Linked DNA regions of Lactuca sativa: region 1 is linked to region 2. Evidence: chromatin contacts called from public Hi-C data. All regions are on one chromosome and are shown on one strand. Each heading gives the region's core, a stretch centred on a gene start, on an enhancer-like site or on the middle of the called end of the contact. The rest is flanking DNA. Distances are from core to core; before and after follow the strand shown.

Region 1 (5,601 bases), core at 928-3,427, 140 kb after region 2:
ATGTAAGTAAAAGATTAAGTTTTTTTTAATAATAATTAATAATATATATATATATATATATATATATATATATATATATATATATATATATATATATATAGTCTATACATTTTTTTTAAAGTTAGCTTATAAATTATTTTTTTAATGTAACCAACATCAAACATAGAAAATCTAAATAAGTTTAAAGAAAAACCTAATAGTGGCATACAAAACAACGATCTTAATCCGCGCCCCAATTGAGTTCATTTAAAAAGAAGCATTTCTATGGTATGTGATTCTCGGCATGCAGGTACTGATTAAGATTGTAGGTAATTAACAATGAAGCACCAAATTAGTTTATCCATTTCTTAAAGTGAAATTGTTAGAAAAGCCTTAATATTTATGAAAAAGTTATATATTAGTCCTAAATTTTTATTTTTTTTTTTGAATGAAAAAGCCTGAAAACCGGCAAAAATTTGCATTTTGACTTTTTTTGACTAGTTGAAAGCGATACCAAATTAATTTGGGACTATTTCGTAAACCAACTCAAAATATTGAGATTTTTCTATAAACAAAAATATTATAAGTTTTCTGCAAACAAAACTATTATTATTATTATTACTATTATTATTATTATTATTATTAAAAATATAAATAAGAAGACTATTTTTTGAACTTGTTATTATTAATATTGTTAATAATACATATAAATGTATTTAACTGAAGAAATAATATCAGTGACATTATTTAAGGGTCAAGTTGGAGGAGATGGTGATGTTTTTAACATTGAAATCATGAATATGTGCTTGTATATTTTTACTTTGTATATCATCATTTCACATTTGTTATTATTTTTTTCAATTTAGAACATTAATACTTAACAATTTAAAAGAATTTGCATATTTGTAAAATTGTTTATAAATAGTTTAAGATATAAGGATTTCTCACTTTGTATATAGAATTATTTAAGGTAGAAGGATTACTTTCCAAATCCAACAAATCCACTACAAACATCTATATAGGTAGCACATATCAAAATTCAAAAGTATTAATTACAATATCTTGTTTAATAAAAAGTAAATACTTTTTAATTTTTATTAAACAAGATATTGTAATTAATACTTTTGAATTTTGATATGAGCTACCTATGTAGATGCGTGTTGTGGATTTGTTGGATTTAAAAAGCAATTTTTCTATCTTAAACAATTTTATATACAAAGTTAAAAATCCTTCTACCTTAAACTATTTATAAACAATTTTACAAATATGCAACTTCTATTAAATGGTTAAGTATTAATATTCTGAATTGACCATATACAAAGTAAAAATATTAAAAGCATCACCATCTCCTCCACCTCTATCCATAAACAATGTCATTAATATTATTCTTTCATTTAAATGCATTTATATGTATTATTAACTATATTAATAATAATAAGTTTTAAAAATAGTCTTCATATTTATATTTTTAATAATAATAATAATAATAATAATAATAATAATAATTATAATTATAATAATAATAAGGGTTTTGTTTGCAGAAAAGTAATAATATTTTTGTTTACAGAAAATTCCAAATATTTTAGATTAGTTTACGAAATAGTCCCAAATTTATTTGGTATCGGTTTCAACAAGTGGAAAAATATTAAAATGCAAATTTTTGCCGGTTTTCAAGATTTTTTCATTCATAAAAAAAAAAATATATTAAAATGTAACTTTTCCCTTCTCAAAACTACAACTACCTAATTTATTAAGCTTCTAAAGCATATGTTTCCTTGCAAATTATAAATAACAGGCATATAATTATTCACTTGATATTGTTAGGTTCATAATCTCACAGCCAAAAAACATGTAATTCGAACACGAATTGAAGAATATGATTGATATGTTGAAATGATAAAATTAGGGATAAAGACCTGAAATAATCTCGAGATCAGTTTCTTGAGGCGGTTCCTGAGTATTCTCACTAACCATTGACGACGACGACGATATATTTTCATTATTTAAACAATTAAAACGGCGATTAAGATCAATACGTCTTTCTGAGCAGAAATCTTTAATGTTCGTAATGATCTTACACTCACATCTCGAACGCAAAATGGGTGTTTGATAATTCTGCTGGCGAAAGGAAGTACGATTAACGGATGTTGGCCATAGCCCCTTCAGAACCACACCATGGATTACTGCTCTATGCACCATTTTCTATCGATTTTTCTAAAATCTGAATTCTAATCGAAGTTTTTCCAACATGTTATGCTAATTTCCGCGCCAAAGACCGGAGGAGAGACTTTGCAGGAAGTTTGTTTTTGTGTAATCAACAGTTGTGAAATGACAAAATTACCCTTTACGTTGCCGGGGTAAAATTGGAAATATGCAGTTGAAGTTATCAGCAGCTATGAACGCGTCTTTTTTTTTTTCCTCTTCAAATAAAACTTTCTTCCCCAAAACCCTTGTCGATCGCCATAACATCTCTCACCGGTGAATGCTTCGACTTAGGTGAGAACCTTGACGCCGACCACCGCTCGCATACTTCGCTGGACTTCTCCTCTGCTCAGCAACGTCACCAGATTTCTCCTCTGCTCTGCAATCGCTCACGCCCGTCGTCGCCGCCTGTCACGCCCACCGTCGCCGTCTCCGCCTGTTACGCCCGCTTTCGTTGTCTCCTTCGCTCACCACATCTTCACCATCGTCTCCGACCTCTGCTGCCAACGGTAAGAACAGTTTTCCTAAAAAAAGATGTTATCTTTTAGGGTTTGTTATAGTTGCTGGTAATCAGATGTTATTTTTGGTGAAATCAGATTAGTTTGCTGAAACACGAAAATCATATGTACATTTGCTGAAAATCGTATTTGTTTGCTGAAATCAGATGTTCATAGGTGCTGGAAATCAGATTTGTTTGCTGAAAATGTATATACTTTGCTGAAATATGAAAAATGTTGCTCAATTTGTTGAAATTAGTTGTTATTGTTGCTGGAAATCTTTTTTTTTTTTTTTTTTTTTTTTACTGAAACTAGTTATTGTTGCTGGAATAGTATTCACATCTGATGTTTTAGTGCTTTAATTCATATATTTCGTAGTTCATTGAAATACATAGCGAACGAGTTATATCTGTTTTTTTTTTTTTTTTTTTTTTGGTATAATATGTGAAATTTGTTTGATGAATGATTCTTGGACCATTTAGAAAATTGATTTTAGCTGTTTTAAACTTGTACAAATATGGTTTGATCTATTTATCAACCATTATGTTATTATGTTATATATTATGTTATATATCATAACTAATAATGTATATTAGTTGCCTTTTCTTTGCTAAAAGAATTGCAACTTTGTTTTGAAGTTGTTTTAATGATTTTTTTAAAAATATATTATTTGTGGTTGATTCAAACTCTTAGGATACATCAAATGTATGGATCTGATGGCGTAAACGAAGATTCAGAGAGAACTGCCTTTCGAAAAACTGAGAAAAAGTACAAACTATATTATGATAATAACAAATCTTCCAAAAAGTAAGAAATTCATTCATTAATTTGTATTGTATAGTTGATTTGAAGTTTGAAGTTGTAAAGTAAATGGTTTGTTTAATTTCAGGAAGAAGAAACCGAGGCCTGTAGATTTGTCAGAGGTTATCGATTTTAAGTCTGTTTCAGAGTCCTTTACTAGAAACAATGATGTTCATCTTCCTATTGGAGTTTCAAAGCTTGAATGTCAGTTTGCTAGGCCAGTTTTCAGTTTGGATAAATGCCCTGGTATGCAATCATTATTTATTTATCTCTTATGGTTATGTTATGTGGTTAATTTAATTTGTTTATAGTACATATAGTTGATAGTTGATAATGATGTGTGTTCTCAACTGCAGGTTTCTATTTCATTCCTGAAGCATTGAGTATTGAGGAACAATACAGATGGATTAAGGAGAGCTTAGTGAGTTTTCCTGAACCTCCAAACAGAACTAATCACAATGCTGTTCATGGAGCCATACATGATCTGTTCAATGCTGCAAAAGATAGAAAAGTGTTGGTTGAAGAGGAAAAGATAATATTACCTGGTGAAGAAGATGCTCATACTCATAAATGGGAATGGGCTACTTGTGATGAACCAAGTGGAAATACAAATACTAGTAAATCAATATCAGCATCTGTCTTGCTAAGGAAACTGAGATGGAGTACTCTTGGTCTCCAATTTGACTGGTCAAAGGTCTGCCTTTTATTCACAACCCCAAATTTATACAGACTATTTACTTGTAGAGACTCTATAGTATACATTGATAATTTATGGTAAAAATTTTTATGTTTTCATGTAGAGGAGTTATAATGTTTCACTCCCTCACAACAAGATCCCGGATGCTCTTTGTGAAGTTGCTAAGAAAATGGCTTCTCCTGCTATGCCAGTTGGAGAAGAATTTCAACCAGAAGCTGCTATTGTTAATTACTTTGCTTCAGGTACTAATTCTATTTGCTATTTGCAATTTGCATACTAATATCTTTATACATTTTAATTTTTGAAGATTCTTAATGTCGAAAGTCTTTAGTTAGATCAAGTGGAAATGTCACTAAATAGTAAAAAGTTTCATAGTACTTTCAATTAGGTCACTTTTTTTCAGAAAAATGGAGCAAAAAGGTTGGAGTGAAATAGGTTAACTGTGAAACTGTTGTGTGTGTGTGTATATATATATATATATATATATATATATATATATATATATTAACTTAGTGATTTTATAGGTGATATGTTGGGTGGTCACCTTGATGACATGGAGGCAGATTGGAGCAAACCTATAGTAAGCATGAGGTAGGTATATTTACATTGCATCATAATTTTATTTAAATATATAATAGGAGCTGACATGGACAGTTTGATTTATTAATGAAGTTTGGGATGCAAAGCAATTTTTCTTCTTGGAGGGAAGTCCAGAAATGATGAACCGTTAGCTATGTTTCTGCGCAGTGGTGATATTGTTCTTATGGCTGGAGAAGCAAGGGAGCGTTTTCATGGTCACTACATAAACTGAACTATTTTTATTTTCTCTGATGGAATGGCATGAAAAATTAATTTTTTTATCCTCAAAAGATATAAATGGAAAACCTATGTTTTATTATAAATCTGTTTGGGTTTTATTGTGTTCCATTCCATCCCATCCAACCAAACATACCATTTATCTTCTTGAGTGATAATTTGTGATTGTTTTGCAGGGATACCTCGGATTTTTACCGATACAGAAAATGCAGAGATCGATTGTTTAGAAAAGCATTTCTCAGGTGAAGATGATACTTGTTATTTGGAATACATTAAAACCTCAAGAATTAACATTAATATCAGACAAGTGTACTGAATTATTTCTTAGTATATTTTTCCTGAAATTTGATTCAACACTAATGTGTTGGAGATGCCTTAACGGATTTCCTGTTCTCTCAATTTTCTACCAACACTAAGGGCTTACTTTTTTTAGACTTGATGAACTTTAATGGGTTAAGCACTTAAGCTAAACTGTACAACAATCGATGATTGTTTCTTCTTGACTCTTGAGTTCGTTTGTACAATACACGGTTGTTTCTTTTTACTTGTCTCTATTGTTCGTTAGTTTGCATAATAATCATAGAAGTCAATGGAAATGAGAACAAAAAT
Region 2 (6,091 bases), core at 3,472-5,971:
AATGTTTTACTGATATGATCAAGTGGTATCGTGTGATCAGAAATACTCTTCTGAATCTGATGACACGACTTTTCAAGGTTGAGAAGAGACAAACATGAAGATACTCCTTCCTTATTTGACACAAAGGGGGAGATTGTTGGGTTTATTGTGTTGTGTCAAATGTGTTTAGTATAGGCTTATTTTACCAAGATGGGCATGTCCATTCTCGTGTTTAGTCCTTATCTGTCTAACCTATATATTGCATGCATGTATCTATTAGGGTTAAGCTTTTGTATCACCCTACCTAGCTTTTATAGAGAAGTTCACGTTGAATTCTTCTAGAGCTTTGATAATCTAAGCTTTCGGCACATCTTTGATCATTGTTCTTGTTATTTGATTCACTCTATTGTTTTAAAATCTATCGATCTTTGTTTTATTGTTCCTACACTTGTTCACAACTTGATGGCGATCAACAAGGCAATGTTTTGGTGGTTTTGCTATAAGAATGGTTGTACTGAAGGTTGGTATCCCATCAAACCTCACCATTTTGTAGGTGCTTTTCTAGTATTAGGTACTAGCGTGGCTGAACTTGAGTTGTTTTGTATGTATTGGCTTGTGCATTTACATTTGAGACTCGTTCGTGCATGCCATTACAAATGATATATTAAGTTATCTAGCTCCATAATATGTAATCAGTAGTAAGATAAATACATGATGATAGTATTTAAAGTGTTTACAAGCGTATGTTTTCGAAATTGTTCACAACATATGCCTTTGTGTAAGCTTGTAATGTAAAATACTTGTATATTGGGTAAAAATGTTTCGGTAGTATGTAATAAGTAACTAAGCACTAATGATAGCGAAATGGTTTGATTAAATTGAAAATTGTTTGTCAATTCAGTTATCAAAATATGACATCTTTGCATATGAAAATAAGATATGTGGTAAAAAGATTTTCTACTATGTATAGAAGGTTGGTATTTGTTGCATTAATACTTGAACTTCCTAAAGGTAAATACGTGCCACAATTCTCATGATAAAGTTTTGGTAAATATTTTTGGTTTACTAAATGAAGATAATATGTAGATATGTATGATATTGATTTACTTGAGAAAAGAGAGGTAGCTATACCTTGTATTCAAAGTATGTCGATGTGTGTGACGTCGGTTTCAATTTGAGCCTTTCTGTCATGATGATGCTCGGGAACGCTTCGTAGAGTAGCAGATATGTACCGAGCATAAGCCAAGGTAGTTGAGAAGCGTGGTCTCACCGAGCAGTCTTTGAGACTGAAATTTGATGTGGTTGTTGTGTCGAGCTCCGATGTATGTATATAAATGCAACGTGTTTGGTCTGTGGTTCCTGCTGTCCAGTCACGGTGGAAAGTTGTCCATAGAAACATTATTAGAGGAAATTCGCATGCGTCCCGATGATGGGGATGAGATCCACAGCCAACGTCGGGTAGAGGATTATATTTCTATGCCCATTGAGGGAAACTTTGTGTGATTGATCAACAGTGCACACTCCATGAGTTCCCTACAAATGCTCTACTGATCCAACTTTACTCTGCGAGCTTGTCGTTGGCACGTTCTGAGTGTCGCGGCGTTGGAGCAGTTATCTTGAGAAGAGGACACACTCATGTTTGATTGTTAATATGTTTTCTTGAAATCATATACCGATTAAGATTTCGATCGCTTCGAATCATTTTGTGGAGTAGTAGCAGTAGCGTACTGCTCTTTTCCCCTCTTTTTTGGGAAAAAAAAATAGAGGGGTTTAGATCGCAACGTATATTCTGAATGCGTGTTTCTTCTCTCTCTTTTTTTCTTCTGGAAAATCTAGTCATCTGAACCACATTTTTTAGAATTAGATTTTGCTAGATTGGCTTGCAAGTTGCAACACATGAGCGTTAAATAGCTGAATGGCTAAATTTCTTGCAAAATAGTCCATTTTAATTTGGTGTTGATGTGGCCCATCACCATGAGAAACGCTAATTTGAGAGAAAACTCAAATTAAAACGCCTTTGTAAAAGCCCAATTGGTAAATGCTAATTTTTATTCTTATTTTTGAACGTATTGGTCCAATTGGACACAAACAAAGGGAAGGATACCACTTGTAGGCCCACTTATCCTTTCATCGACTTTTGCGGTGAAAGTCTTGCAGCCGCCTCTCTTACGATCGATAATGGAGATGCCCAAAAATAGAACGACACAGGCAACCAGCGATGGGGGTTTCTTCACTGGAGGACGACGTCTGAAGAGACCAACAACGGAGTTCGTCGGCGCCGCTGCTTTCCTGCGCTGTCAGGTAGCTCGTAACGATCGGAGATGGGTTGTTCCTTGTCGGAACTCGCTGTTTGCAAGAGCTGGTCGTAGCAGCGATTTTCTGGTGACGGGCGGCGATAGTTTTTTTTTTCGTTCCCTGCTGGAGATCGTCACTGGAAGAGGAGGACCGGAGCTTAGTTCGTCTGCGATGCCGGAGCTCGACGAGATTGGTTTGTAGGTCTTTGATGGGTTTGCGTCTCAGAATGGCGTCGGTGGGGCAGGAGACGACCGTTGGTGTCGTCGGCGTCAGACGCAGATAAGATTGAACCGTCGTCGGAGGCCCTTCGTCGGCGTTGGAAGCGACTGAAGGTTCTTCGGCTGAGGTCGCCGTAGAGATTGAGCTGGAGATTCTTGAGGAAGAAGAAGACGCCCCACCCGAAAATGTTGTTGATCTCAGATGTCTTTTCTGTAACTTTCTCGTTTCCGAATGGTTGGTTGATTGAGAGGCAGCATGAACAGATGTATTTCTTGTAACTTTATGCAACATTTGAGTTGTAAATTGTAATTTTCGAAATTTGTACTAGGCAATGCCATTTCTTCTATCCCGTTTTTTTTACATAAAAGTAAAATGTGAATATTGTAAAATTCTGAATTCATTCTTTCAAAAATATCTTATGTATCTTGGTGAAAGAACAAACCATTTTGGGGCTTTTGACATGTATAAACATAAAAGCTGTGTTTACAAGCAACAAGTTTAGAAAATGAGACTAGCTTCTGTCTCTTTGGTGTGTGTTTGGTTCTGATTGGCAGAAATCGAAATGAAATCCTTTTTGTTTTCTGTTTGGTTTGATAAATGTAAAAAGATTACAGTATAAAAAAAAGTTCATGTTCCAAAAAAAGTCAAGTTTGAATAAAGGGGAGGAATGGCATAGAAACAACCCAAAAGTATGATAATTTGCAAAGCTAAATTACGATGGGAACTTCTGAAATCAACTAAAGCTACCCATCAACCTACCAGTAAAGAACAAAGCTAAAACTCAAACTTAAAACACTCAAATTGTTCTACGAAAAGCTACTTGAAACTCGCACACTAAAATAGGAAGAAGGGCTAATCTGGACTGCTTTTTTATCATCATCCTCATGATCAAGTGGCCTAAAAATGAAAAACATCACCACACATACCACAAGAATACTGATTTCCTGTACCCCATAATTCATCCATGCGGGAAATAATCCACGAACAAGAAACCTCGTAAAGAGCACGTATAAAAAAACCACAATCCCAAATAGGCACAACCTGACCAGATTCATAGCAGCATTCGCATCAGCCTCACGATTCTTCTTCAACGAGATAACTGACAACACTATAGGGACGAAAATAACAAAGCAACAGATGATATCTAAGCTTGTAGAACTATAGGTCCAACGTTCCCGGTATATATTATAAGGTCCGTCGAATTTCCATATCAATATAGAATCTACATTAGCCCAGACCTGAACTATGATCACAAACATCAAAATCACTATTTCACATTCTTCCAAATACGGCTTCCACAAACACCATCCAGTACCGATCAACGTGATCACGGTAAACAAAAGCACAGTCCTGATAAGCTGAAATATGTAAAATAAGCCATCGAATCCATGAGGAGTACCTGTAACCTTCACAAAATATAGATCGGCTGCCGCACATATAAGCTGAACATAATTCATAAGAAGTAACCCACCCATGAGTAAATGGATCCCGTGAAAACATCGTTTGTTCTTTATCCAAAACCCTAGAAAACGCAAATAAATGAAGGAGGAAAAGAAGTAAAGAAACGGAAGGTGCGTTAGCCCTGCTGATAAATAGTTTCTGGTAGTACCATCATCCATGTTGTAGAGCTCTGCACGGCCTTCCGTAGTCACAAAGGATTCGCCTTCGCCGTTGCAATTGACAAAGAAAAGTGAGTTCATACCCGGATGTGTGACAGGGTATGATTTGTTGAACGCATGGGAAAGATCTTGGAAAGTAAAGACGGCTGAGTTTAATTTGAAATCCAAAGGGCAAATACTAGTGTTTTGCTGGTCTTGCACCTCACGCCGTTGAAGGACGAAACCACTATGCGTAGGATCGAAGGAGGTGGAGGAGTTGACCGTCAGGGAAGATATATCGAAGGATACGTAACCGGCATGTGAGAATTCGAAATCCGAGAAAAAGATCATATGTCGATTATCAGAATAGAGATTCAGAGATATGATATCCGCAGTGGATGGTGCAGTTAAGAGGAAGAAGACGACAACGGAAGTGAGAATTTTTTCTAAAATTATCATTTTGGTTTACCGGTGCGGGCTAACGGCGAAGGAAGGCGGTAGTCCAGAAAAGGTGAAACCGTGAGAGTAGGAGGATTATCCGGTGGTCGCTGAAACCCTTTTAACACAAACAAATAAAGGATAAGAAAAACAGGGATAAAGATGAAAGTTTAAAATTTGAAAAATAAATAACTGGTGTGATGATAAAAGATTCTATACTCTCGATTGCCGTGTTGTATATTAGGAGTGAATCCCGTACTACTTTCAAATATTGGATTTAAAGCAAGATTTATAATTTTTTTTGAAAATGGCAAATATTATTAAAAAATGACCACCGTCTAGCAAGTTGCTAGACGGGGCCAAGAAAACAACAGATTACAATAGCAGTTACAACAAAGATCAATGATCTCAAATACAGCTTAGAGGACATGCAGACCATTCTACCCACTTGAGATTACAGTTTGTTCTCCTATGTTTTAGCCAAGGATACACCATTGAATTCACTCCATCTATAATCTTAGAGGGGGAAGTACGTATGTTTTTAAACATCCGGTTGCATCTCGATTTTCATATCAGCCATATAGTGCCAAAACATACGTTGATGAAGTTATTTCTCCTCTTCACACATGATCCCCAACTATTTAAAAAACTTATGAGTTCTCCAATATCATGGAGTTGCGGTTGAGGAATCGCACACCATTTAAACACCAACTCCCAAACTGCAGTCGCCATAGGACAACGTATCAGTATATGTGTCGTATCTTCATCCTCCTACAAACATTGTGAACATTTTGCTTCAACCCCTGGCACCCCTCTTCTTATCAGCGCCTTGTTGGATGGAATTCGACCAAGATTGGCTCTCCAAATGAAAGTTAAGACCTTGATTGGGATATCATGTATCCATGGTATAATCACATCACTACTCGTCGGTTCCATATTATCCAGTTTTGATCTAAGGTCATGTACGTGATATTTTCCATCATTCGATATGGTGCACTTCCAATTATCCAACCCGGATGTCGGGCGGAAATCACCGATAACAGTTAAAAGCGTTTGCAAACTCTGTACCTGATCATCCGTTGTTAAGGGCGATCTCCACTTCCACATTGGACTTGCCTCGTGTATCCTTTCCTTAATTGTACATGACTTTCGGTGCTCCATTTGAAACAGCTCAGGAAATCTCTTTCTTAAAGGTTCCTTATCACACCATGCATCCATCCAAAAGAGAGTGTCGCCACCCTCTTTAACATGTTTTCTTAAAATATCTTGAAAACTGATTCCAGCCTTTTCTAATTCCTTTATTACCCCTACTATGTTGTTCCATACACCAGGGATGGTTTTCTTTGAAAGTCTCTCTGCAGGTTTATTTTTTAAGTTATGAATTCCCATAACTACTCTTCGCCACAGTGCTGATGTGTTATTCTTCATGTCCCACAACCATTTAACTATTAATGCCAGTGTAACACCCAAAGTTTTGAAAGCCAAGAAAGTAAAGGAAACCCTAAATTTAAAGGGGACTCGGCGAGTCCAAGGAGGAACTCGGCGAGTCCGAGCGGGATCCA

Evidence for each region. Hi-C and Micro-C count contacts between places; a contact is called where the count stands out from the background.
Region 1: a contact with region 2 is called in a Hi-C map of seed, with 9 times the contacts expected there. The contact joins the promoter of LOC111887365 here to the promoter of LOC111887357 in region 2. A contact is called at or near these places in 3 of 4 Hi-C or Micro-C datasets (leaf and seed).

Annotation. Positions count from the first base shown.
Region 1 is chr4:90,932,326-90,937,926 of Lsat_Salinas_v11, forward strand. LOC111887365 reads right to left here and starts at 2,178. Exons shown (of 5, transcript XM_023883532.3): 1 at 1,896-2,178. The coding sequence starts at 2,178. It overlaps LOC111887364 (alpha-ketoglutarate-dependent dioxygenase alkB), which reads left to right and starts at 2,387. Exons shown (of 8, transcript XM_023883531.3): 1 at 2,387-2,690; 2 at 3,372-3,485; 3 at 3,568-3,725; 4 at 3,836-4,173; 5 at 4,280-4,418; 6 at 4,701-4,767; 7 at 4,849-4,970; 8 at 5,169-5,502. The coding sequence starts at 3,382. The coding sequence ends at 5,308.
Region 2 is chr4:90,792,913-90,799,003 of Lsat_Salinas_v11, forward strand. LOC111887357 (protein CANDIDATE G-PROTEIN COUPLED RECEPTOR 7) reads right to left here and starts at 4,722. Exons shown (of 2, transcript XM_023883523.3): 1 at 4,103-4,722; 2 at 2,011-4,015. The coding sequence starts at 4,550. The coding sequence ends at 3,300.